Regions from separate parts of the Mus musculus genome. Here region 1 is linked to region 2. A link is a contact called in public Hi-C data. All regions are on one chromosome and are shown on one strand. The core of a region is the stretch at or near the end of the contact, and the rest is flanking DNA. Distances in the headings are between cores, read along the strand shown. Region 1 holds the start of Lgals12 (lectin, galactose binding, soluble 12). Region 2 holds the start of Cpt1a (carnitine palmitoyltransferase 1a, liver).

Region 1 (2,700 bases), core at 23-2,522, 4.3 Mb before region 2:
TCCAGATGTTGTCAACTGACTCCCAGGTGAAGAAGGTCCCTTTCTTGGTCTGCGGAATGGATTCTTAAGGTATTCTGCAATCGTCCAAGACCCTCCCAGCAGAGACAACTGTATGAGAACAAGGCTGGCTGCCAACCCACAACAGAGGTCCCAGACAACACTTTGATCTTGAACTTCTAGAACAGAGACAAAATAGAGTTCTGTTGTTTACACCCCACCCAATCTGTTGTATTTTGTTATGACAACCCAAGTAAATGAGTGCACCCTCCTCCCTCATTTCCCAGCAGGGCTGATGTGGGGTGGGGGAAGGGCACCACTAGCCTTGGGGACCCAGATCTGACTACAGTGCAGGGCACTATAGCCTGGCTCAACTGGTCTCTCCACCTGCCGTTTCTCCTCCCCACTGTGGCGAACATATCTCTTTCTGAACACACCCAGGATTGGATTTCCCACAGAAACACCTTCAGCTCTCCTGCCACACCTACCCAGCCACAGCTGAACAAACTCCTTGCTTGGCACCCAAAGTGCTTTCAGTTAGAACCCAAGTCAGGGTTTCTCATTAATGCTCAGTAGAATTGCCTGCAAGGCCATTTCCTGGACTTCACTCCCAAAGAGCTTTCTCCAGTAGGTCCCGGGGTGGAGACGCCACAGTTCACCTTTCTGGCAAACTTCTAGGTGGGGAGATCAGGTGAGGTAGACCTGCCCAATCCCTCCGCCAGGCCCCTCACATGGCGCTCTTATCCCTGGAACGACTGTACCAACACCCTGTGTAGCTGACATACCAGGAATTCCCTGCTGCCAAGTCTGACCCCATAGTTAGATCAGGAAACCTCCCAACGTAGGCTAAAGTTGAGGAGTTATGCTATTTTGAAAGAGGAACTTTAACTGGAATCTGAGCCAGGCCTAGAGGCCTCTCCTAAAACAGCAATATGGGTCCAGGCTCAAACACAAAGCCCAGCCATGGTCACCCTTGTGACACCGGGATGAACAAAGGGAGGCTCAAGGAGAAGTGACTTGTGGAAGGACACAGCATGTAAGAGCAGAGGCTGTGTTCCCTCTAGCCAGTGCTGCTTTGTCTGAGACCAAGGGAGCCCTCCTCTGCCTGGCCTTTGTCACTCCACTTTCTTGTGACCCTAGCTGGTCCCTGGCATTTGCAGCTAATGCTGAAATGGCCTCAAGGGACTGAACAACTTGGGGGAAAGGGGAAGAGAGGGGAAAGCAACCAGGGAATGAATGCGGGAGGAGCCAGGAACCTGGGGGCGGGGCCTCTTAAGGAACCTGCACACGTGTACCACCAGCAGCAGCAGCTTCCCTTCCTACTATCCGCTGAAGGCCCAGGTGAGCCCCAGGAAACAAAAGCCCTCGCTGAAATGAGCCGGCCCTAGGCTTCCCTTTGAAGTGGCCAAGTGCTTCAGACACAGACACAGATGGGCTAGTTAGCAAGTCCATGAGTGAGTGCCAGCTACCCGCCCCTGGACGCGCGGGAGTTTCTGCTAGCAGGTCCAGTCCAGCAAAGCTGCTGCTGTACCATCATAGCGGGGGTTGATGTGGTTCCTAGAGGTGGGCCAGTGCCCCTCCCAGGTCGGCTCCAAGAAGCATTAGAACTCCATAGCGAACAAGTAAGACTAACAGCTTGGATAGCTGTTGCAGAGGCTGGGAAAAGTGAGTCCATTCCGTGGGGAATCGCGTTGCTGGAATCAGGATCAGAGGCTGAGTTGAAGTTGCCCCTCCCCCATGTCAACTGACGAACACCTGGACCCGATTCCTGACAGCTTCATCCTGCAGCCGCCAGTCTTCCACCCGGTGAGTAAGCGTAATAAAACGACCAATCAGCTAAATTCCAGCCTGCAAGTGATTGGTCGGGCTTCCAGGATCCTTGCCTATTCAATACGCCTCTTCTGGGATAGATGGCTAGAAGAATGGAGGTGGATTGCTATGAGGGACACTAATGACTAAGGGCAGCCCCTTCTCCAAGCCTGAGGGAAACCCTCCTAGTCAGGGAGAATGTGGATTCCTCTCTCCCTCCCCCTGTTCAGTGCCCAGGAGACTTTCTGAAGCCCAGCCACGTTTTCAGAAGGCCAAACTCCCAGCAGGCACTACCACTAATGAGCACTAATTATTACTTTCCCCTGCTTGGTTCTCTCCTCCTTAGAGACCTCCATCAGAGCAGTTAATTAACACATTCTGCCAAGAGCCTGGGAACTGGAAGCCACTGGGCTGCCTGCCAAGCTGCCATGCCATGTAGAGATCCTGGCCTCTGGCTCCTCCCCCACCCCCACCCCCGCCCCCCAGGTGCCTGAGCAACAGGGCTGAAGCACCTGAAACCTCCTAGGTCCCCACAGCCTGTTGCTTCGCAAGCTAAGACCGCCACCTGGAGGGCTCCTCGGAGTGGTCTGGGCTCTCTGATTGCCACTGGGAGTTGACAAGCCACCTATAAGGGCTGACCCTGTGACACTGCCCCAGGTTCCCCTTCCAGCTTGTCTGCACACCCTCTGTGGAGCACCCACTGTGCTGAGCCTGCTGAAGAGAAAGACAGGGCTCCAATTATCTTATTCAGTGATCCTAATGGAAAAACAGCCAGCCAGCTCCTGTACATGAGGGACCAAGGGCCAAGCTAGCATTGTGAGTGAAGACTCTGAGAACTCAGAAGAGGGAAAGCAAAACGGTGTCAGGATGGAGGAACAGGAAAAAGTGGAAGGG
Region 2 (2,700 bases), core at 139-2,638:
ACTCTGCACTGCCCCGGAGCAAGCACTGTCCTCCCCACACCACAGTCCTCTGCTTTAGGTCCTCACTGAGTCCTGAGTCGACCGACTAGGAAGGGGGTGGTGGTGATGTATGCTTGCTGGCACAAATAAAAGGCCAAAGCTGTGTTTTAGTCATTTGGCTTGTGGTTTTGACAGTGATAAACACGCTTGAATATCAGGAATGACCAGAAACCAGACGCCTGTGCAACAAAATGCTGTAACTAAATACGCGTTCCGAAAGGCTTCTAAACTCACTTTCATTTTATTTGCGAACTTCCAAAGTTAGCAGTTTCCGACTAAAATCTGTTTTTGGACAACTATTTAAATGCACGGAACGAGAGTCGGCCCAGAGCTGAGAGTACTGAGCTTGATTGTATGTAGCCTGGTTCACACTAGGAACTTTTTAACTCCTTAAAAACTTGAGCGTTCATCTGTGTTCTGTGACATCAACGAAAACCAGACCCGATTCACAATAAGATGAAGAAAAACGAAGGGTACCCGCTGTTACCGCACAGCCTGGTTGCCCAGACCGTGCTGTCCGGCTGTCCCAGGCCAAGTTCGCTCAGGCCAGGTCACGTGACGCCCCCACCCTCCCGGGCTCTGGTCCCGGCGCGACCTTGGGCAGTCTCTGACACCCACCTGCCCTTGAACCCCGGGCAAAACCGCGGTGAGGGGTGCAAAACACTTAAGTCTCTGCGCCAAGGGTGTGTCCCGAAGGCTATACTGCAGGGACCCGCACGAAGAGAGGGCACCGGCCACCTGCCAAGTCCCCTGTGCGAGCATCCTTCCTACTGCCGAGCCCGACCCTCACGGACCCCGAGAACCAATCCACCTGCAGAGTAGCGGGTGGAAAGAGCCTGGAGAACGCTCGGCGTCCACACTGGCCCCAAGCCACCCGCGGAGTGGGGAGTGAGCAGGGGTCAGAAAGGGAGTTGACACTCCTACTGGTCAGGGACCAAGGAGTCACGCCTAATCATAAGCATCTTTCACAGAGCAATGAAGACCCCAAACCCACGCGGTGAGTGAATCCACCGTGGGGCGGGACACCACGAGCCGAGGTCCCACGCGTCCCGAGTGGAGGCATTTTGCCCAGTCTGGGGACCAAGCATCTTTCCTCCCGTCCCGGGATCCCCCAGATCCGTCACTGCGCGGGGGAGGGAGTGCCCTCTGCTTCTCCAATGCGCGGCTCACGCGTACCCTACGGGCACAGTCTGGGTCTCCCTCCACACTCTTAAGAATGACACCCGCGCGCCCAGCCCAGGGCGGTGCCGCAGCGCTGCCCTCGCGGTGTCTTACCGAGTCTGCAGACGGCGGCGGCGGAATGAGCGAGCGGAGTCCGGGCCGGGGCGGGCGAGGCCAGGCTCACCGACGCGCGCCGCGGGTGATTGGCTGAGCCCAGCTGGGCTGCAGCGCGGGCAGGACGGGGCGGGGCCTGGACGGGGCGGGGCTGCGGGGAGGAGGTCAGTAAGGAAACTGAGGCTAAGTCCCGAGCTTGCCAACGGCAGACCTAGGACAACATTCCTTACCCTGAGAGCCTCAGTTTCTTCATATACAAAAGGGACCAACTCATTAAAGCCATGTCCAAAACAGCTCTTTGCACCATACTTGGCTTACACTCGCGGTTTACACTAATCCGCCCGTAAACTTCTCTGCAACCCTGCGGGAGTTATGCTGATTTTGCTCCAGACTTTTGGTTTGTTTGGTTGTTTGGTTGATTATTTTTTTTTTTAAAAAAGGGGAGTGGGACGCTTGGGGTGGTGTTGGGAAGAACGGCTTGTCTAACATCAGAGAATGAAGAAGTAAGCTCAGGTTCCAAGTTTGAGAACAGATGTTTGACATCCGGGGGCAGGTTGGCGCCAGAGGCCAACACACTCATAGTCTCCCTGGGATAAAATCGTCAGGGGGCGGGGGAACCCTCATCTGCGGAACAATTAGGGTGTGTGGGTAGCTCACAATGCCGTGCATTCCTTGCCTGTGTAAGGTCCTGGATTCAAGTCTCTGCGCCCAAAAGCAACGGAATCGAAGTACTCTTTGAACGCTGAGAACGAATAGGTGTCAATAGGGGAGTGATTGGAACCTCGGACAGAGTGGCTTCTGGAGGGGGATCGCTGGCAGCACACGGGGAACGAAGGTTGCAGGGTGAGTTGTGAACAGGGTGTAGAGAAGTCGGGCCAGACATGGCAAAGCACTCTACCCGCCAGATGGGGCGCCCTCCCAGGCTGCAGCTCCAGGCCCTGCGTGTAGCAAGCTCTCCATAAATGCGCTGAAGAAGGAAGAGTCGCAGCTCTGAGGTCAAGCACGCCTGGTCATGGAAGAGCCCTGTTTGCCTCCATCTTTCTCTGCCTTGCCGTGGAAGGGTTCCATAGAGAAAATGAAAGTTCCCCTTGATCCCGCCCCCAACTGTAGTTAACTGTTGCTGTATCTCATCTCCCCCTACACCTCTATTATTTAAAAGGACAGGCGATTGTTGGGTGTAACTTTGAGATTTTTAGTTTATGTGAAGGGACTCATAGAGAATCGGGGTCTTTCACTTGCCTTCATTGTTCTGACACACCCAAACGCCTTCCATCTTCTTAAGCATCCTTATCTGAGCACCTGTTCCTGAGCGTGGAAGCAGAGACCAGTGTGACATGTGGCTGGCACTGCAGAGGTGCTATCTGGAAACACTTTCTGCTGTCCCCC

The links. Hi-C and Micro-C count contacts between places; a contact is called where the count stands out from the background.
Region 1: a contact with region 2 is called in a Hi-C map of olfactory sensory neurons, with 4 times the contacts expected there. A contact is called at or near these places in 1 of 39 promoter capture datasets (cranial neural crest) and 1 of 484 Hi-C or Micro-C datasets (olfactory sensory neurons).

What each region holds. Positions count from the first base shown.
Region 1 is chr19:7,605,765-7,608,464 of GRCm38.p6, reverse strand. It overlaps Lgals12 (lectin, galactose binding, soluble 12), which reads left to right and starts at 1,272. Exons shown (of 10, transcript NM_001356574.2): 1 at 1,272-1,338; 2 at 1,642-1,803. The coding sequence starts at 1,735.
Region 2 is chr19:3,321,989-3,324,688 of GRCm38.p6, reverse strand. It overlaps Cpt1a (carnitine palmitoyltransferase 1a, liver), which reads right to left and starts at 1,388. Exons shown (of 19, transcript NM_013495.2): 1 at 1,315-1,388.